Regions from separate parts of the Capra hircus genome. Here region 2 is linked to region 1. Evidence: chromatin contacts called from public Hi-C data. All regions are on one chromosome and are shown on one strand. Each heading gives the region's core, a stretch centred on a gene start, on an enhancer-like site or on the middle of the called end of the contact. The rest is flanking DNA. Distances are from core to core; before and after follow the strand shown.

The links. A called contact is a pair of places that touch in the nucleus more often than the background predicts.
Region 2: a contact with region 1 is called in a Hi-C map of liver, with 3 times the contacts expected there. The contact joins the enhancer-like site here to the promoter of PPID in region 1. A contact is called at or near these places in 2 of 5 Hi-C or Micro-C datasets (blood and liver).

Annotation. Positions count from the first base shown.
Region 1 is chr17:30,789,866-30,796,085 of ARS1.2, forward strand. It overlaps PPID (peptidyl-prolyl cis-trans isomerase D), which reads right to left and starts at 3,481. Exons shown (of 10, transcript XM_018061485.1): 1 at 3,266-3,481; 2 at 1,268-1,408. The coding sequence starts at 3,350.
Region 2 is chr17:30,928,452-30,934,671 of ARS1.2, forward strand. It overlaps FNIP2 (folliculin-interacting protein 2), which reads left to right. Exons shown (of 18, transcript XM_018061487.1): 11 at 48-136; 12 at 2,703-2,849; 13 at 2,964-3,133. Among named protein-coding and RNA genes, the nearest start is that of FNIP2, 95 kb to the left of the region's middle. Within about 2 kb of position 4,025, at least 1 of the 5 cell types and tissues checked has an H3K27ac peak or open chromatin away from gene starts, as enhancers often do.

The sequences.
Region 1 (6,220 bases), core at 2,231-4,730:
TTGCAGCAATTCTGCATCAGCAAGTCCATCAGTGCCATTTTTCCAACAGCATGTGCTCACTTCATGTCTCTGTCACATTTTGGTAATTCTTACAATATTTCTAACTTTTTCATTATTATTTACTACAGTGATCTGTAACCAGTGATTTTTGATGTTACTACTGTAATTGTTCTGGCGTTTTTTTTAGCAATAAAGTATTAGTTAAGATATGTATTTTTCTCCAGATACAATGCTACTGTGCACTTTAATAGACTATAGTATCCTGCACATATAACTTTTATATGCACTAGGAAACTGGAACTTTGTAACTTGCTCTCTTACAACATTCACTTTATTGCAGTAGTCTGGAACCAAACCTCTCCCTGGTATGCTTATATTTGGGACGTCCCAAGTGGCGCTAGTGGTAAAGAATCCACCTGCCAAGGAGGAAACACAGGAGATGGAGGTTCAATTCCTGGGTTGGAAAGATCCTCTGCAGAAGGAAATGGTAACCCACTCCAGTATTCTTGCTTGGAATATTCCATGGACAGGGGAGCCTAGTGGGCCACAGTCCATGGGGTCGCAGAGTTGGATCTGACTAAGCACAAACACACATGCTTGTATTTTGATAGTTTATTAAACATGAAAGTAAATCTACAGTTTAAGTAATCTAAAATCAATGTTAATTTTTTCTTAATCAAGTTTCTTTAAATACTTATGTAACTACAAATTAACTTGTTTATTCATTAAATAAATATTAAGTGCCTACTCAGTAACGATACTAGATGCTGAGGACAAAATGGTGAGAAGATGCAGTTCCTCAAATATGGAGCTACTCCATGGGGAGTACCAGCAAATCATCACTAAAGTATGACAACACAGTGAAAGGTCACCTAGTCATCACATGTCACACCAGGGATCCAAAATATGGAATCTTTAAGTCAGCTGTAGTCTTCCCAAGCAATCCTGCCCAAGAAGTAGGCATAACTTTGTGTCACCAGGCAGTCAAGCTACCCAAGCTCTATTTGTTTATCATGGCCACATCCTGGTGAAACAAGGGTAACCCATTTCTCAATAAATAAACCTTAGGACCCTGCCATAATTACTTCCACCTTTCACAGCCCAACATCTATGAAACTGAGCTATAGTCTCAGATGTTAAAGCATCCTTTTGAAACTAATAGTAATTTTTAACTCTCACCCTCTCCTTAGTGTTTTCTTCCCTAACTCCCTAAGGAACAGGATTCATGACTTCTAAGAAGAATCAGATTCACAAAATGTATACATACTTCTATGGAAAGGACATCCTTTGAAATGGAGAGGTTTCCCAGTGGTGGGTCCAATGCCTTTTTCTCCTGTACATAATGCACGAAAATTTTCTGCAGTTTTGGGTACAATATCTGCAAACAATTCTAAGACAATTCGACCAACTGAAAGAAAAAATAAAATTGTGTCAGTATGCAAAACAATGGTAAAATTATGGTGACTGAAAAATACCAAGTTTTCTTTTTTTGGTCATTTTTCTAATATTCTAATTCAGTCTACCTAAATTGAGTATCATGTATCCAGATGACTTTAAAACAACTACTTTACTACATCTTACAAAAGATCATAAACAGTAGCCAGAAGATCAGCAGCATATAAGGACACCATCATCCTCTGTCGGCCCCTTCTCCACCTGCCCTCAACCTTTCCCAGCATCAGGGTCTTTTCCAATGAGTCGGCTCTTCGCACCAGGTGGCCAAAGTATTGGATCTTCAGCATCAATCCTTCCACTGAATATTCAGGGTTCACTGACTCAATGGACATGAGTTTGAGCAAACTCCGGAAGATAATGAAGGACAGGGAAACCTGGCATGCTGCAGTTCAGAGGGTCACAAAGTCAGACAAGACTTAGTGACAGAACAACAACAAAGGACACCATCATTTGATTGATTTTCTCTGACATGTGCGCATAATTTTAAATCACCAAATGACCAATAGAAGAAAATACAATATCCTCTGAGTGGTCAGGCTGGCCAAGTTTTAAGTGCAGCTGTGGTCTCTGTGCTCTGTGGAACCTGCCTAGTGCTGCCTCTGCAGCAAAACCTGAAAAAGTTGCCATTCTAGACAATTCCTAATGCAGGCAATAAACCCAGCACTAAATTTCAAAACAAAATGAACACACACCTAAGTCTCCCTGCGTGTGTTTGCCTGCCTTCTCAGTAAACAAAGACTGTTGCAGCCATTAAGCCATCACATTATGCTGACCTGACGCAGCCGAAGAGCCCGGAGGGAACTCAGTATGGAGACAAACAGGCTGCCCATTTCCAAGTCCACCTAGCAGTCAGTTGCTGCAGCCACCCTGAACAGTGTACCCTGAGGAGACTAAGGATGGGAAAACACAGGATACTGGCCCCAGACAGCTGAGATGCACATCAAATGAATGATTGCAGTGAGCCCAGATTCTTACATCTTCCCATACAGAGAAAAGCCCTACACTCCTTAACTAGAGACACCTGGTTTTCTTTAATAAACAGTAATCTTTTTTCGATGTTCCGACCACGAGGTCTTTGTTGCAAAAACTCCTATATACCTTGACTCCTTCCTCATCTCTTTGAACAGAGCTGAGATACTCTGTCCCAGGCTTAAGGGACAGAGTTTTTTCCTTTAAAGCAGTTGTAACGTGTTCCAGAACAGGAGCAATTAAGCTACAAAGCAATGTGAGAATTCACAAGACCTGAGGCGCCTGCAAGCTGCTACTGTAGCCTAGGCAACCACACCGCCACACAGATCTCATTTTCCCCACGCCAAAACGGAGAAAATGTCCACCAATCTGAATGCATCAGTAGTAAAGAAGAATCAGTAGTAAAAAAGAAAAAAGGAAAACACGCAAAAGTCGGTTTAATTTATAGATAACATGGCAACTGCTGACATACATCACGTGGCGAAAGACACAGGGTGACGGGAGCCCACCAGACGCTTAACCTGGGGTTTTCAAAGCAGGTTTTCGCCCTACAAACAAAATCATCTCGTTTTGTGCTAACTTCACGGTGCTAGGTGGCGGGCAGGTGCGGCCAAGTCGGGACAGATAAACCCAAAAGCTTCCAGCATTCCTCGAACAGAAATTTCCAGAAACTTCTCCACGCCCCACGGCACCGGTACAAGGTCGCGGGCGCAACCCAGCCCAGAGGCCTGGACCAGTGCAGGTCCCAGTGTGGGCAGCCGGCCCCACCTCAGACCAGCCCCCTGCCCGAGCAGCGCTCCAGCCTCAGGGGCCCCCGACCCCGGGCGCCCCGCCTCCTCACCTCGCTCCCCTCCGATGTCCACGTCGAAGAAGACTCGAGGGTTACTGGGGTTGGAAGGCTTAGCCTGGGGGGATGGATACGACATTGTGGCTTTAGGGCGCGTGTACGACCACCTCTTAACACCGCGTGGTCTCCGTGAAGCTGGAACCCTAAAGTCACAAGGCCCGCGAAGAACGGCGGCGCTGGTGAGCTGCTTCCGGCTGGGGTACGGAGGACACGGCTGATCTTCCGGCGCCGCCTCTCAACTTCCTGCGGCGCGGCCCGACTTCCGGCTTCGCTGGCCTTGGAGTCCGCTGGTGCCTGAGCTCTAGTGGTCGGCTCTGCGCTTTCTCAGCCGGGTTTCTCCTCTTTTCTGGTGCACTGAAGCTGTAGGCCCAGTTGTTTTTATTCCTCTCGCTAGTGTTTTGGGAGAGCGTTGTCAGGCTGTCACCCCGTTCCACCTCGGGGCTTAGCTGTCAGGCTAGGGGCCGGCTGTCGAAAAATGCGTGTGTCTGGGAAACGGGGCTGGAAACGCTCACGTTGGGGGTCGTCAGAGGGTGGAGACGATGGCCCTCAGCACCCGCCTGGCGGCGCAGCAAGCCGCGGCGAGTCGCTGATCCCTGTGCGGTGGCGGCCGTGTTGTAAATCGATTCTCTTACTTGGCCATGTGAGCGGTGGCAGGAGGCCAGGCCGAAGATTCCTGGTTCAGCTGCCTTGTAGGGTGCCCGCTTTCCCTGAGGAGCTGTATTCAAGTTTCTGATTTCGCTGCATGACCGCACACTTCAGTTCAGTTCAGTTCAGTCGCTCAGTCGTGTCCGACTCTGCGACCCCATGAATCGCAGCACGCCAGGCCTTCCTGTCCATCACCAACTCCAGCACACTTACTTCTTGATAAAGCTTAATTCTGGAGAAGAGTGAACTCCCGCACACTTACTTCTTGATAAAGCTCAATTCTGGAGAAGAGTGGTGCTATGGTCCTTACCACTTCATAATATTCTAATTGTTTATTGACCTATTCGTCTATCTTCTGCCGTTAAACTCCACGAAGACAGGAATTTGGTGTTCTTTTTTCTAACCTCAACACTTCTCACAGTGTCAGGCCCTGAGAATGTTTATATGAAAATGTCAAGAAATTTCATTTTCATATGCCTTTATGTACAATGCGAGAAGAGTTCCTGTATCAGCTCCTCGTGCTGATCCTTTCAAACTCCGGCACATTAAAGTTAATGTAAAATGTTACTCTTTTATGCATTGGTGGCCTTCAGTTTCATGGTGTTTATCCGTTGTGGTTCCCCGAAGATCCAGAAGAAATTACTTAGCACATAACCTCTAAGGCCGCTTGATAAGAGTCAAAATAAATTATTCCTTAAACCAGTCTCATTTCAGAACTACAAATTGGTAGCTTAGACTTTTTCTCAAAAATATCAAATGATTAAGTAAAAATTTTTGTTCTGATCTACGAGCTTAAAATCAGCTTTTAGTTTATTCCAAAAGTAGTCTTTTAAGCACTATAATCTTCTGTTATTATGGTTGATTATCATTAACTAGGCAGCATAGCTAAGCACTTCTACTTGGCTATCAGACTTTGGGGTTGAATCTCTAATAGCAGTTTGTGATTTTTGAAGTTACTTAGCTTCTCTGTGTCTTAGTTTCCTTATATGTAAGTTAAGATAATACGTATTTTTTAAGTTTTTATGAGGAGTAAATAAGTTATTTAAGGTGTTTTAGTTTCAGACACATAGTAAGTACTCAAGTGTAAGCAATGATTAACCGTAAATAGCTAATACTTTATTATAATTGGGCTTCCCTGATGGCTCCCACAGTAAAGCAGCTGCCTGCAATGCAGGAGACCCGGGTTCAATTCCTGTGTCGGGAAGATCCCCTGGAGAAGGAAATGGCAATCCACTCCAGCACTCTTGCCTGGAAAATCCCATGGACGGAGGAGCCTGATAGGCTACAGTCCATGGGGTCGCAGAGTCAGACACGACTGAGCAACTTCACTTTCACATTATTATAATTACTAATATCAACGTTAATATTACTAAATACTATATTAGAGCAATTACTAATATCTTACTAATATCAATTTTGAATAATACTTCAAAATGAAAGATGCAAATTGCTTTGAGGATGCCTCTGCATTGTCGGAAAATGCAACATGATTCTTTCTGTTATACAGGTTTCTGGGTGTAAAAGACGAATCCAAATGTTACTCTCACTCTGTCTAGATTTTTCACAGTAAAGTCACAACTTTTTATAAACTGCCATATTCCTAGAACCAACTCTATTAACAGAATCTACCTTTGAAAATCTTTCCAGAACTGATAAATCTTTACCCTAGCAGACAACCTGTCTCATTGTCAGTCTCCTTAAGACAGGACTCTGAGTTCTGAAGTCTTGCCCAATGTGTAGGAAGGAACAGAGCCAAGACTATGAATTATTTCTCTCTCTATATATATATATATGAAGTGAAAAGTCGCTCAGTCATGTCCATTTCTTTGCGACCCCGTGGACTGTAGCCCACCAGACTCCTCTGTCCATGGGATTCTCTAGGCAAGAATACTGGAGTGGGTTGCCATTTCCTTCTCCAGGGGAACTTCCCAACCCAGGGATCGAACCTGGGTCTCCCATATTGCGGACAGACGCTTTAACCTCAGAACTACCAGGGAAGCCCTGATATATATTATATATAATAATATATCATATAATATAATATATATTAATATAATAGTATATTTTAATATATTATCATTGTATTAATATATTTTATAACTTTCTTATATAATGTAATATAATTATATTGATATTGATTATTAATAATATATTAATATACTATTATAATATATTGTGTATATAATTTTTATAACTTTCTTTTTATATTGGAGTATAGCCGATTAGCAATGTTGCGATAGTTTCAGGTGGACAGCCAAAGGACTCAGTTGACTATGCGCTATTTCTTAAGGCTAAGGACACAGT
Region 2 (6,220 bases), core at 2,775-5,274, 140 kb after region 1:
AGGAATGTCGTCTCAGCATAAAGTGGCTTCTTTTCTCTCCACTGAAGGCCATGATTTCCTGCAGGAAGATAGCAGAGTCGAGTCTCCGTGTCCAGTTCTATGTCAGCCGTCTGATGGAAGCTCTGGGGGAGTTCAGGTAAGTTGGCAACGTTTGGCGAACCCAGCAAGGGACATTGTGGAGCAGCAGCCTTGAACCTCCACATGTGTGGAGACCATGGCTCGGAATTCAGAGTTGGAGGCGAATTCCAACCTGGGGGCTGGCAGTTATTGGTTATTTTAGCAGCTCCTTCCTTGGAAGCTAAGGCCCAAAGGAGCAAAAAGTTTAAGTCACCAGCCCCAACTTATCCTCATGACTGCCTGAGGGACAGTCTTTGATCTGATTGTCTTTACCAGAATGAATGGAGAAAACTCAATGCTCATAGGTCTCACGTCATCTCACAGAAGCCTCAGAGTAAGCACTCTTGGCCCATTTTACAGATGCGGAAAACCTGAAGTCCAGATGTTCGTCCAGAGCGCAAGTGGGGAGAGTGTGTGTGTCAGGGACATGACACCCCAGTTTGTCAGGACCGTCCTGTGCACACCCGGAGTCCTCCCCGTGAGGGTCCTCCTCAGGACATAAATCACATGATCACCCTAGTGTATCTTTGCTGTGAGTTCCTAATTGGCAACCTTTGTATCCTACAGACCAGTTTTCTAGAGGTCTTGCCCCTTGTGTCAGGCAGAAAGGTGGTCTGTTCTGGGGGCAGGTGGGATTTACGGTCACCAGGCTGAGCAGGGTTGTTGCAGCACTCCTTAGGGCCGGCTTCTTGGGCGGGGAGTGGAAGCCCCCTCTGAAGCAGTCACGAGCTAATGAATGAATCTAACTGTTCCTCTCTAGCTGCAGAACAAAAATGTTTACAATTCTTAGAACATTAGAAGGTTTTTGTGATGATTAAGGTAAAGGCTGGTGAACTCAGATGCTGCTTGAAGCAAAGTCTCCATCCAGTCTTTGCTGAGCCCTCAATTATGTGTAACGTACTCCAGTAACAAATGACTCATTATCTGGGGTTGCTCAGATCAAGTCAGATATTTGAGGAATAATGTGCAGCTGTGTGTTTCGGAGGCAGTGTGGTGACTGGAGAACCTCCTGCAGTGTAGGCACCCTGGGGCTGCTGTGGCAGACTCCAGGCTGGCTTGTGCTGGAGCGTCTGCACACTTGTTTAACGAAAGGTCCAGCTCTTAAAGCACAGGATCAGAGGCCTTGCTGTGGATGGATGATGGGTCTTATTCTTAGTTTAGCAAACCGCTGCTCAGAAACGATGACAGTATGGTGTGTTATTGCTTGGAGGCCTTGGCTTCAGTAGGTGAACCCTAGGTCCGTGTGGCTGTAACTTGCCCCTCCTGCTTACTCAAAGATGCTCTGCTTTGTGCCAAAGCAGGATCCTGTGTGTCCCAGCTCCTTGATGCACATGGCCCCAAACTGAGGTCAGAATATGCCTCATGTATATTCACCGGGGAGAGGGGATGTGTCCTAGCCTCAGAGGCAGAAAGGTGGTCTGCTCTGGGGGGCAGGTGGGATTCATGGTCAACAGGCTGAGCAGGGCTGTTGCAGTGCTTCTTAAAGCCAGTTTCTCAGTGGGGAATGGAAGCCTAGGCTAAGTCGGTGTGCTTGCTGGAAAGACCCCTGTGAGCCACAGGGGCTGGAGCAGAGCCCGCGGCACCAGGTGCCCTCATCGGAGTGTGTGTCTGCTGCAAGGAACCTAGCTCCGCTACACCTCGGTTTCTGTCCTAAGAATTTGATTCTGTTAGTCCATGTAAGAATCTAGTAAATAATATAGTGAAGAAGAGACATTTATGTAGCTTTTTCATCTGAAGTGAATAAAGTGCTTTGGTTCAGAGAAGGAAAGTGCTGACGAGAAATTGGGAGAGTTGAGTTGCTTCTGGTCACATTTTAAGTCTAGCATATTTGATCTTTCTTCCTTATTTTTTTCTCCTGTAAAAATTGCCCTAGATTCTGACACAAGGCATCGTAAAGGATATTTTACATCAGTGTGTAGTATACGTTTCCTGAAAAGGGGGTCTCTGATGCAGCTGCTCAGCTTTTCTGTTGTGCAAATGTACCGAAAGATAATAGGGAAATGATGAGCATGGCCATGTGCCAATAAAGCTTTCTTTATAATAAAGGTCAGATTTGACCTGTACATTGTGTCCTAGTTTACCAACCCCTGTTTCATATTATTTTATTTTTAGTTTTCTTTTTAAAACATTGTATTATTGGAGTACAATTGCCTTACAAAGCTGTGTTAGTTTCTGCTGTACAACAGTGTGATTCAGCCACTAGTACACATGTATGTCCCCTCCTCCTGAGCTCCCCTCCCATGCCCCGGGTCCCACCCCTCTAGGTCGTCACAGAGCCCTGAGCTGAGCTACCTGTGCTCTACAGCAGCTTCCCCCTAGCTGTCTGTTTCACGTACGGTAGTGAGTATATGTCACTGCTACTTTCCCAGTTCACCCCCCGTCTCCTTCCCACACTGTGTCCACAGGTCAGTTCTCTTTGCCTGTGTCTCTGTTCCTGCCCTGCAACCCACCCCTGTATTACATTCTGCTTTGAATGCCTTAGGGACTCCATAGATCCAGATGACTGTTTTCTTCTGGGTTCCTTTATGCACAGGTCATCCACCACAACACCTGTGACAGTTCCCTGCTCCCTTTCTCTTCCATAGAGGGACGATCTGGAGCCTGTACTCCGTGCCCAGGATCGCCGAGCCCGTATGGCTGGCCATGATGTCCAGCACTTTGGAGAGGACCCAGCTGTGCCAGCGCTTCCTCAAGGAGTTTACACTCCTGATAGAGCAGATCAACAAGAACCAGTAAGGGCGGCCCACTGGGGCCTTGCATGACAGTTCCTTGCCCGTGTACATGCTGTGGGTGACTGCCTCTTCCTGCATTGACTCACTTGCTTATGTTTTCTCCCATTTCTCCAGGTTTTTTGCTGCCCTGCTGACTGCAGTCCTAACCTACCACCTGGCCTGGGTACCCACCGTCATGCCTGTTGACCACCCACCCATCAAAGCCTTTTCTGAGAAACGCACCTCTCAGCTAGTCAACATGCTCGCCAAGACACACCCATACAATCCTCTCTGGGCGCAGCTGGGTCAGTACCTGATGTGACCATTCAGAGGCCGTGTGGGATGGAACTGCAGAAACAGCAACGTTTTCGGTTGATATTCGCCATCCAGCCCAGCAATTCCCAGGTGTCACTGGGCTGGCAGGGAACAGGAGACTGGCCCACAGATTCTACCTGTAAAGCAGGACCCTCACCCGACCAGAGCCTCATTCTGGTCTTTAAAGCCATGCAGGCCCACTGGGCCCTCCCACATGGCAGCCACAGCTGCTCCTCTGGTGGGCTTCCTTAATGCTGGCACCACTGACACTTGAACCAGAAAATTTTTTGTTGGTTGTGGGGAGAGGGGCTGTCTGTGCCTGGTCAGATTTTTTTTTTTTTTTGTAATATTTATTTGGCTGTACCAGATCTTAGTTGTAGCGTTGGAATCTAGTTCCCTAACCAGAGATGGAACCCAGGCCCCCTGCATTGGGAGCACGGAGTTTTAGCCACTGGACCACCAGAGAAATCCCTGGTCAGATGTTTAGCAGCATCACTGGCCTCTGTTCACCAGCTGCCAGTGAAAACCCCTCTTCCAAAGTTGTGATGATGAAAAATGTCACCAGACATTGCTGAGTGTCCTGTAGGGGGCAGGACACCCCTGGTTGAGGCCCACTGCCCTACAGAGGGTGGACTGGATAGGAGGAAAGTCAGAGAAAAAAGAGAGTAACCACACGCTATGATTCCATTACCTTTTAAGTTTGAGCCGAGGGCAGAGACTTTGTCTTTCTGTCCACCGCCCCCTGGGCTACTTCCTCCAAGCTTTGCACTCAGGCCTAGCACAGGGACCTGGCGTGTCATGTGGCGGCTGGCAGAGCATGGGCTTGTGAGACCAGGGCTCAGGGTGGGAGAGGGGAGTGCCAGAGCCTCTCACCAGCAGAGCCTACAGTGACCAGTCAGGCTTGCATACCTGCTCTGTCCCAGGACCCTGTCCGTCGGCTGGACCCAGGGCTGGGATGACAGGCAGCTCATTCTTGGGACACCTGCTGCCTGTGGAGGAGGCAGGTTGTATTGAGAACATCCTGAGCACTCCTTCGGTGGGATGGGCAGAGGCGAGCCCACAGAGAGAGAGAGTACGCAGTGTGGAGGGTGAGGGCCAGGGCCAGACAGCTGGACTAAAACCCTGCCTCCTGGGCAAGCGGCCTAACCTCCGTGCCTCTGCTTCTCCGTCTGTGCTATGGGACGTGATGACTCATGGCTGCTGTGGGAACTCCACTGCTTATCTGTAAGTGGCCTTGTCCATTCTGCTGCTGCAGCTGTTAATATGACAGGGGCCGCGGGAGATAGAGGAGTGAGTAGAGGGGGCTTTCAAGGAAGACACACTTGTTGTTCAGTCGCTAAGTCATCTCTGACTCTTTGTAACCCCATGGACTACACACCAGGCTTCCCTTGTCCTTCACTATCTCCTGGAGTTTGCTCAGATTCACTTCAGTTGAATCGGTGATGGTTGGATGGCATCACCGATTCAACCATCTCATCCTCTGTCATCCCCTTCTCTTGCCCTCAATCTTTCTCAGCATCAGGGTCTTTTCCAGTGAGCTGGCCCTTTGCATCAGGTGGCCAAAGTATTGGAGCTTCAGCATCAGTCCTTCCAGTGAACAGTCAGGGTTGATTTCCTTTAGGATGGACTGCTTTGATCTCCAAAGGACTCTCAAGAGTCTTCTCTAGCACCACCACTCAAAAGCATCAATTCTTCTGTGCACAGTTAGAAGAGCAGCATTTTCCAGAAAAGAACTTCAGACTGGGGACAGGCACAGCAACTCTGGGAAAGAGCATATTCTAGTAGTAATGAAATGAGAGCCGTCACTGTGAGCCACACTCTATTTCAGGTGCTTTCTGCACATACTAATTACTTAGAGTCTCATTCTCACCCTGTTGCTGCATCCTCACTCTATTACAGATAATGAAGCTGTCTTTCTCTGTACCCTGGGTCATGAAGTGTGTGAGGAGGAAGGAGGGTGCATTTCCCATGTTAGCAAGGTCCTAGGTGCAGATGAGTTAACTGAAGTATATACGGGTGTCCTGAAGGGGAAGGAGCCGGGAGCCCAGCTCCTTCTGGGTCGTCGGGTTCTTCCCAGGGAGGACCAGGCACTGCCATTCTAATTATGGACAACAGGCTTGATGAAAAAGTTATTAAGACGTGACAGAAGGGGGCCAGATGTTTAGAAAACATGGTGTTTCTTGGTGCCCAGTCACCCATTTTAAAGGAGCATGAATTGAGTGGTGTACATTTAACTAGATAAATATATGTATACTTAGCTGTGCTTTCCATGTGAGGTTTAACTAATTGAGATCAGTTCCCTGTGTTCGGTATAACAAGGCAGAGTCCCTTCCTCTGGGCCCAAAATTCTCTTTCAAAGGAGAGCATATGTTTTCGGAAGTACCCTCTCAGCACCCCAACAATCCAGCAGGGCCTGCCGTGGTCAGACTGAGGTCAGGGTGCAGCCAGAGGTACAGTCACAGGGGAGAGCTTTATGAAGCCAAGGGTTAAGTGATGGTTGAGTTTCCAGTATTACAGAACATCGAGGGCTGCACTATTTTGACAGGGGGACACTTATTTCCAAAGATTGTTATTATTTTTATTAAACATTCACCAAGTCACAGCAAACAGGAAAATATAAATGGCCAGGAATATGCCTGGTGCTAATGTACTTGTTAGGAGAAGGCGATGGCACCCCACTCCAGTACTCTTCCCTGGAAAATCCCATGGAAGGAGGAGCCTGGTAATCACGGTTCTTCAGTCACAGAGAAGGTCTGTCTTGAATGATTTCAAGGCCCGTTTGCGAGTTTGCCAGGACGGGCCCTACTGCCACCTAGCTCCGCCCACGTTCCACTCATCTTCTCGATGAACCCTGGGGCCGAGTTAACACTGGTGTCATGTGAATCCCTGATGTGGCCGTGACGCTCCGCAGCCACAGCAGACGTGATCACGGGAAGTAGCGGTAATATGCTGTTAGTCAAGAAAGTTTTCTCAAACAAAAGTGCTTGTCCAGAGTGCAGCTGCAGTTCTGAGTTATTTTCAGTACACGCATGCTTTCTCAGTCAGGTGCAACAGCTTCCAAGGTAAAGTTCTGCTAG